Regions from separate parts of the Macaca mulatta genome. Here region 2 is linked to region 1. Evidence: chromatin contacts called from public Hi-C data. All regions are on one chromosome and are shown on one strand. Each heading gives the region's core, a stretch centred on a gene start, on an enhancer-like site or on the middle of the called end of the contact. The rest is flanking DNA. Distances are from core to core; before and after follow the strand shown. Region 1 holds the start of SPINDOC (spindlin interactor and repressor of chromatin binding). Region 2 holds the start of ZFTA (zinc finger translocation associated).

The links. Hi-C and Micro-C count contacts between places; a contact is called where the count stands out from the background.
Region 2: a contact with region 1 is called in a Hi-C map of liver, with 2.8 times the contacts expected there. The contact joins the promoter of ZFTA here to the promoter of SPINDOC in region 1. A contact is called at or near these places in 3 of 14 Hi-C or Micro-C datasets (cortical neurons, fetal cortex germinal zone and liver).

What each region holds. Positions count from the first base shown.
Region 1 is chr14:10,603,768-10,608,038 of T2T-MMU8v2.0, forward strand. It overlaps SPINDOC (spindlin interactor and repressor of chromatin binding), which reads right to left and starts at 2,133. Exons shown (of 6, transcript NM_001194689.3): 1 at 1,704-2,133. The coding sequence starts at 1,830. LOC144334171 (a long non-coding RNA gene) reads left to right here and starts at 2,225. Exons shown (of 4, transcript XR_013403675.1): 1 at 2,225-2,669; 2 at 3,061-3,158; 3 at 3,629-3,685.
Region 2 is chr14:10,654,065-10,658,460 of T2T-MMU8v2.0, forward strand. ZFTA (zinc finger translocation associated) reads left to right here and starts at 1,378. Exons shown (of 5, transcript XM_028833319.2): 1 at 1,378-1,679; 2 at 3,868-4,365. The coding sequence starts at 1,541. The region is part of intron 4 of RTN3 (reticulon 3); the gene reads right to left. It also overlaps a transcript of SPINDOC not described here.

The DNA.
Region 1 (4,271 bases), core at 883-3,382:
TCCCAGGAAATCTAGGCTCATGTATCTGACTGCTTAGTTGACCTCTCCACTTGAATATGTCATAAATAGGCATCTCAAACTTAATTATATTCAAACTTTCATTCCCAGTTTCCCATGAGCACCGCAGCCTTCCCCATCTCAGAAAATGGGAAGGCTGTTCCTCCAGTTGCTCAGGCCAAAAACCTTGAATTCAATCTTTCTTCCACTCTCCACTGAAATCTTTCCAGCAGCTTGTGCTGCCGGACCTTTGCACTTGCTATTCGGCCTGAAATGCTCTTCCTGCAGATACCTGCAAGGTTGGCATCCTCACTTCCTTTGGGTCTGTGCTCAAAATTCACCTTATTAGAGAACACTTTCTGAACCACTCGATATATCCAATTAAACACCCATTCCCCCTTTCTCCTTGTCCTGCTTCAGTGATCTCTGAACCATTTATTGCCACCCAACATACTATACATGAACCTATTTCTCTGTCTTTAGCCATTGGTATATATATGTTCTTCAAGAGTAAGGTTTCAGCTGCTCTGTTTACTGCTACTACTTCCCAGCCTAAAAACACTAGCCTAAACAGCCTAAAGTAGACGTCCAGTGAATATTGGTTGAATGAATTCACCTGTCTATTCCCACCCTAACAGTGGGGGTAAGGCCACCCTTGCAGGGTTGAGAGGATTAACTGAGACAGCCTCTGACAATGCCCAGTGAACACTCAGCAAATATTAGCAGAAGTAGGAAAACAACCTGTCTTTTGGACTACATGCTCCGAGAAGGGAGGTGACCTTTATTTCCCTCATGAATTTTATAACCCTTCCAGTTCCAAAAAGGATGAGAGGCAGTGCAGACAGACATCATTCTGTTCGGCTGAGGTTCAATGAATGGCCTTGCTGCTCTCAACCTCTTCTGGGTACTGTCCCCCCAAAGAAAAGGCGGGTGGGAGAATGGAAAGATATTTGCATTTTCATGCATATTAAGTCTCCCACAAAGATGGCTCTTTGTTTTCTTATGGTTTGCAAGTTCCTGAGGACTAGAAATCGGCGAAGGGGGAGGGGAGAGCGAGTGTTCTCAGACTGTTCTTCCCATCCCCTCCCAAAGCTAATCTCATTCTAGCACTGCACTGCTTTTCCAAACTAGCTGTTGTATGCAGTCCCATTCATCCCTTCTCTCCAGAACCTGACACCTGTGGCTCCTGCAAGTGGAAGGCCCGGGAATGGGGATGAAGCGGGGTGGTGGGCAGGAAAGTCATGCTCGGGGAGTCCTTAAAATTCTCCTGGAGGTCGGCAGCGGCGCCCGCCTGTAGCCTCGGGCCTATAGGCTTCGCCGCCCCTCGGCCTAGAACACAGCCCGGCCGTTGTGCTTGCGTGAGACGGCGGCCTCAACCACCCAGCGCCTCTGGGGATCCGGCCTCCGGTGCTGGGCCCGGGAGAGGGGGCGCCTGGGCACCGGAAGATCCGGAGCGTGCGGGGCGTGGATCGAAGTCTCCAGACCCTGGGCGGGGGAAAGGGGGAGGGAGGGGAAAATCGGGGAGGCCTGAGCTTCCAAACCATGGTGGGGGAGGTGCAAGAGCGCGTCCTGGACCCAGATCCGAGAGGGAAGCCTGGGCCCCAGGATGAAGGGGATGAGAAGGTGCCCGGGTCGCGGACCCGACTGGGGAGGGACGGCCCCGGCCCCGCACCGTGACGCGGAAGTGGGATCCCCTCCATCCTCACCTCTGAGCATCGGCTCGGGCCGCGGAATTACGGCCACCACCATGGCCTCCTCCTCGTCCTCCCCTTCCTCGCATTTGAGCGTCACCTCGAAGCAGTCGAGTGCGGCGCCCTCGGCCTTTAGGGCCATGGTGCGGCCGTGGGCGATAGCGGTGGCCGGAGAACTGGCGCGCAGGCTTCGCCGCGTAGCCGGCAACCGCCTCCCGCCTCCTGGCCGGAACAACGCCGGGCCCGCTGCCCGCTCCGCGCAGCCCCCTCCCCGCCACCTGCCCGCCTGCCGCTCGCCGGCCGGCGCTGCGACCGGCGCGTCCGGGCCTCCCCGAGACCTCGGCGCGTCGGGAGCCCGGGCGGGGAGGGCTCAATCCGGGGCCCCTGCCCCCCGCCGCTCCCTTTTATGGAGGCTCATTGTCGGCGCCCGCCCGGCCGGCCAGCCGCGGACCCGCCCCCGATCCCGCGCGACCAATCGCGCGTGGCCCCGCCCCGGGCACGCGGCCCCGTTGGAATCCCTCGACCCAGGAGGCGGCGGGAAGGGCCGAGCGGACCCGGGGCCGCCCAGTGCGCGGAGGCAGAGGGGCCCCCAAAACCCGCACCGCGGACGTCTTAGTCGACTGGCCAAGCCCGGGGGTTTCCCTCCGTTCAGAAGTCAGTTGGGCGTTTCTGCTGGCGTGGAGAGCGCTACCAGGTGCCCCCGGATTTTGATCCGGAGTCGCTTTTGCCTTTCCGTGGACAAGCCTTCCTCCGCCAGCAGATGCCCCGGGCAGGAAGAGAAGCGGTGGGGGAGTGGAAAGGGCCTTGGTATGGAAGCGTAGAGACGAATTCCTTCTCATGTGCCGGCTCTGTGGCCATGGGCACATTATCTGTTTTATTAGACCGGCTCATCGTTTCTTTCAAAAAGCATTTCGGACCTTTCTGGGAAGGCAAAGAAGAGGAGCGGAGTGGACTGTGAGCGGACATAAACCACCCAGATGGGTATGATTTCCATTTTTTACACGTGAGTCCAGAGATTTTGTGACCCTCTCCAAGGACATACAGCAATCCCTTGAGAGCCCCAAGACCAGAGTCCAGTTGCCATGACATTGCTTCCCTATAACCACACTCTGGGTGAGCTTTTACTTCTGTGACATGGAATGTGCATCTCCCTCTTCTATAGCAACCCTCATGAGATTTCAGCTCAGAAAATGCAAAATGTCTGACACTGAAAAAACATCTTCAAATGTCGTTATATCAAACCAGACACAGTAGTATTCAGAATCGCGTAGTAGGATGGGGGTATGAGAAGAGGTGTGAACTAGTCTATATGGATTGCAGTCAATTTTTTTTATTATTATTATTTTGAGACAGAATCTCCCTCTGTCACCAGGTTGGAGTGCAGTGGCGCCATCTTGGCTCACCACAACCTCCGCCTCCCGGATTCAAGCGATTCTCCTGCCTCTGCCTCCCGGGTAGCTGGGACTGCAGGTACGTGCAACCACGCCCGGCTAATTTTTGTATTTTTAGTAGAGACGGGGTTTCACCATGTTGACCAGGATGGTCTCGATCTCTTGACCTCCTGATCCGCCCGCCTCGGTCAAAGTGGGATTACAGGCCTGAGCCACCGCGGCCGGCCTTGCTGTCTATTTTTAAGGGAATTATTTTGTTGTGTGCAAGTGTATCCGGTATTTTAAAGGTTTTACAATAGAGGTTTTACCAAGCCTGTTTATTTCTACTGAATAGTCATCCTCTACAGTTTGCTACAGATCCCTTCCGTTCCTCTTTGCTCTGCTAGATTGCAGTGGGCTGAGTCTTGTAGGGGGCAGTTTCTCAGGCTCCCAGAGCATCTGGCTTCAGGCCTCCCTCGGTTTAGCCAATGGGAGGCAGTGGCAGTAAGAAGAGAAGGCAGGAGGAAAGAAAAAACCAGGGTATTTCTTCTCTTTCTCTCTCTTGCTCAGGCTCAGATGACATCTCCAGCAGCAGATGAGGCCTCTGTGGCTCCAGCTCATGGATAGGTAGCTGTGGTCCCAACATCCGTAGGGTGATCCATGCCCCTGGGCTCTATTCAGTCGGCCTCCTCTTTTTGTCCCTGCAGGTTAGGAGTCGTGGGCAGCTTCTTGCTTTTGCTAATCTCTCTCTGTCCCCTGCTGGGCTTTCCAGACCTCCCATTACCCCTGTTAATCATGTCACCAAAACCCTGCATTACATTCTCTCTGTTTTCAATACTTAAAGTGGTTCCCTCCTGGTGGAGCCCAGTGGCTCACACCTGTAATCCCAGCAGTTTGGGAGGCTGAGGCAGATGGCTCACTTGAGGTCAGGAGTTCGAGACCAGCCTGGCCAACATGGCGAAACCCCGTCTCTACCATAAAAAAGAAAAAAAGAAGAAGAAATTAGCCCAGCATGGTGGTGTGTGCCTGTAATCCCAGCTACTTAGGCGGCTGAGTAAGGAGGATCGCTTAAGCCCAGGAGGCGGAGGTTGCAGTGAGCCAAGATCGTGTGGCTGCACTCAACTGCAGCCTGGGCAACAGAGCTAGACTGTAAAAAAAAAAGCGGTCCCTATTTTCCTGTTGAACCTTGAGCGATACACCCAGTATTGTGCCA
Region 2 (4,396 bases), core at 128-2,627, 50 kb after region 1:
GAAACACATTGGGGACAGGTTTCCTGTGTTCCAAGTAATTTAATTGCCATGGCTCCTGAAAGGCTGGAGCGGTTTCCTTTTCAGAGGCTGTGGGTGCCTCTGAAAAGGAAAGTCATAGGCAGTATCAGTCTTGCCCATCTTCTCCACTGCTGTGTGTCCAGCGTCTGAAAGCATGAGGGCACACAGTAGGCGGTGAGGAGCGGACGAACTGCCATCGGCGACCGCTGGGTACCTCCCCAGTGCAGGGAACAAAACCCGCCTCCAGACAAGAAGACCCTGCAGGCCTCCCGCACCCTGTAATTTGGATGTCCAGGAATCGCCTTTGTTGTGGGCGCCCAACCTCAGGCAAAGCGAGCACCTGCTCCTCCCGCCGGTCCTCGCAGGAGGACCCCAGGCTGCTGCGCTCCGGCTGCCTCTCACAGTCCCTGCGCTCCGCTTCTCGGGAGCTGGGAGCCCGGGGGCGCCGCGGGACCTGCAGCCAGGGTCCGCCCAGCGCTTCTCAGCCGTGGTAACGCGCCTCCCCAGATGTCCGACACCCCGCCCGGGGCCAGCATTCTTCGCTTCCTAGGGCCGGGACAGGGGTCTGGGGCTGCGTCAGGGGCTCGTCAGGCACCCCCAGGCCTGCGGGGGCAGGATCCTGAGTCACCGCCGCGCACGCCCTCTCCTCCCGGCTTCTAACCTGGGGCCACCTCCGCCCCGCAGGGTCGGGACCCGGCGCAGCCGGCTCTCCGCGGGTATGCTGTGCGCCCCTCTCCCCAGCCCGAGTCACTGCGGCGGCCGCCCCCACCCCTGGCTGGCTCGGGGGAGCCTCGCCTGTCCGCCCCTCCCATGAGAAGCTCGAGCTCTCAGCGCTCCCGGGCGGCTCCCGCGGGAGGGGGCGCGGCCGCCCCCACGGCTCCACCCTCTCGGCGGGGCCGCAGCCATCTGGGGCCCCTGCCAGTAGCGGCCGCTCCGGGGCCCGCACCGAGCTCGCGACCCGCTTGCGCGGCGGGAGGCAGCCCCGGGCAGGGACCCCGGCCTCCCCAGCGGGCGCTCCCGGCGCTGAGATACCCCGAGGGGGCGGTGGCCGCGAGCCGAGCCCGGGTGGAAGCGCGTCGCAGGGGACGCGGGCACCCCTCGCCACCTCGGTGACCCTTCGGGAGCCGGGACCGGAGCCCCGGAGGCGGCGGTGCGGGCCCGCGGGGGCGGCGAGGTCCGTGCCCCTAGCGTCCGGACCCGGCGCAGGCTGCTGAGCCTCGGCTGGGCTCGTCGCCTCCCGCCTTTCCCCCCAGCCCCCCGCGAGCTGGCAGGAGGAAATAGCGCGCGGCCCCTTTAAATTTACCCAGGAGCCCTTAAAGGAGCCCCAGGGGCCCCAGACAGGAATCCCCACCCCGGTCCAGCCCGCGCCGCCGAGCGAGCAGCCTGCCGTCCGTGCGGCCGGCCGCCCCGTGCATGCGCCCCGCGCCCCGGGGCCCCGCGCAGCAAGCGCTCCGCGCGGGCTGCCGCCAGCCCCGCGGCCCCGCGCCCCGCCGCCCCGGGGCCCCGCTCCGCAGCGCAGCGCATGGAGCCCGGTGGGGACCACCGGAGCCGGAGCAGCGGCGGCAGGGGCGGCCCCGGGCCAGCAGTGGCCTCGGCACGGGGCCGACGGCTGCCGCCCGCCGGATCGAGCGGCAGCGCGGAGCCGGAAGAAGACGAAGGCGGTAAGAGCTGGGGCCGGCGGCCCGGGCGGGGGCCCCGGCGTGGGGGAGGGGAGGGCTGCGGCTCGGGGCCCCTCTCCGCCGCCGAACAAAGCGGGGGACGCGGGCAGGGCGGCCGGGGGCGCCACCTGGTGGGCGCGGAGCGCGGCTGCAGGGCTGGCGGGGGAGTCCCCCGCCCAGCTACCGGGGTCGGCCCGCGGGGCTTGGGCGGCTCGCCTCCCCCTTAAAGGGCCCCGCGGCCGACCGCAGCGCCCCGCCTTGGGGGCCAGGCCCGAGGGGCCCCACTGGGCAGGGCGCCACGGAGCGAGGCTTGTGGACTTGCGGCCCCCGCCCCTTTCTCTTTCAGACTCCCAGGTTGTCTCTCTAATCGGGCTGTCTCTTAAAAGTCCATCCAGACCCTGGGTCCCCTTCGGGGGCTTTTCCCCAGCGGAGCTGAGCTCAGCTCCGAACTCTGCTGTTGTAAATCGGGCTGCTCCTCTCGTCTCGTGGCCTTGTGAGAGACATGCACCCTTTTTCTTTTCTCCCACGTTCTCCCTAGGAAAGTGCATCGCTTGCGCCCAGGGGGCTCACACCATCTTTTCCCACCGCGGGCAGTTTTTAAAGCGATGGGTTCGCCCACAAAGGCAGACAGACACCCCTCTAGCCCGTGCATTCTCCCTTCCCTTCTTTTCAGAATTTTTTTTGCCCTAATTTGTCAGCTCTAGCGGAACCAGCCAGTTTTCCTCGTTCGCTCTCAAAGGAGACTGTTTACTCATTTCCCGGCTGCAGGGTCACGCCTTAAGACCCTTGAAGGTTTCCTTCAGGCCAGGGAGACTCAGCCCGAATCTCCAGGCTCCGCTCCCGGTCTCTCCCCTCCCAGAAACGCCCCATCCCCTTTTGTTTTTAAAGAACCTCGGCTCCTCCCCCTTTTTCGGCTCTTAAAGGGCCAATCCACCTTAGGCTAGCCTGGATCCAGCGCTGGAAGAAGGATGCTTAGAGACCAGCCAGCTAGCCAGTGTCTTTGCAGACAAAGAAGCCCAGGCCCAGAGGGTGGACATGACCTATCAAAGGTCACAGAGCAAGTTACCAGTGAAGCCAGGACTTGAACCCAAGCCTATGACTCCAAAGCCAGTAGATTCTATGGATCTACTTAAATAAAAACTAAAATAAAAAAAACTTCCACAAGGGTGACAGGAGCCCTTTCTGATCCTGTCTTTTGTTTTCCCAACCCTGTGATTCTCCACTGGGAGAATGACCAGAACCTGCTTGTGTGCCCAGGAGACCATTTTTCTAAATCAAGAGGGGTGGGAACTGTAGGGAGGGTAGGGGACTGCTCTGGGTGGGTGTCTGACACAGGGAACGCCATTGGGTTAGTGGGGCCTCTCCAGTGCCCGCCCTTCTGACTGCTGGGCAGTGGCCAGCTCCCTGCCAGAGCAGCAAATAAAGCCCCAGAAAGACTTAATGGGCTTCAGTGGATGGTGGCCACTCCCTGCCGCAGTGTCATTAGTTGCCACTGGTGGCCCTCCTCCTATCCCTTTTCAGGGTCATTGGCTCCTCCAGAATCTGGAGAAGTTTTGGTCTCAGAAACTCCTTTCCCTGGAGATGTTGGCAGCTTTGTCTTAGGGATCCCTCCCATCTGGGGGCCTAGATTTGGGGAACTGACAAGGCCTAGCCCATCCCCAAAATGGGACTCTCAGGAGGCTGTATTTGAAGCATTACTGGCAAAAGGGAGAAGACTTGTGGGTGGGGCCCTCCTGGCGGGGGCCCCAGGCGGGTGGGTCCCGTATGCAGCCCTGGCTGCAGACAGATGCCCCCTTTGTTTGTCTGGCCCCACTGCCTGCTCTGCTCTGGCTGGAACCGCCCTGGCCTGCTGCTCTCCCGGCTTTCTCCCTACAGCTCTTGTCCAGAAAGGGCACCTTACAGAGCTGGCTGGCTCCTTGGCCCTCACCTTATTTTTTAAAAAGTCAGAGCTAGTTCCGTAGTGCCCTGCGTCCTTTTGTTCTTGATCTCCTCTTAAAGGGTCCTTGCCCTTTGTAAAGGGCTAATGTTTTGGCTCCCCGCTTCTCCTACATCCCTTTTATTGCTGTTGCCATCCCTTTCCTGCCCCGGAACACCCCCTCCCCCAGCTCCCTCTCTCAGGGCTCACCATTGAAGTCCTCGCTTCTTTCCCTGGAAATCAGAGATTGAAAAACTCTCTCCCTTTCCCCTTCAGGGCAAGATCTTCAGCTGGAAGGGGGTGCCTTGGGGTCCTGGGGGAGTGCCCCCCTGCCCTCCTCCAGGGCCAGGGGACCAACATCTTCAGGCAGGAAATACTCAGACCACTGTGAGGCCCGGGCTTCAAGGCCTGGAAAAAGCCGCATCCCTGGCCGTGACCACCGGCGCTACTACCACGACCACTGGCGGCTGGAGTACCTGATGGACTTCAACCCTGCCCGGCACGGCATGGTGTGCATGGTGTGCGGCAGCTCCCTGGCCACCCTCAAGCTCAGCACCATCAAGCGCCACATCCGCCAAAAGCACCCCTACTCCTTGCACTGGAGTCCCCGGGAGAAGGAAGTCATCAGCAACAGCTGGGATGCACACCTGGGGCTGGGGGCCTGCGGAGAGGCCGAGGGCCTGGGGGTCCAGGGGGCTGAGGAGGAGGAGGAGGAGGAAGAAGAGGACGAGGAGGAGGGGGCTGGTGTCCCCGCTTGCCCGCCCAAGGGCCCAGGTAAATGCAGATTCTGTAGAGGCGGGGGCCT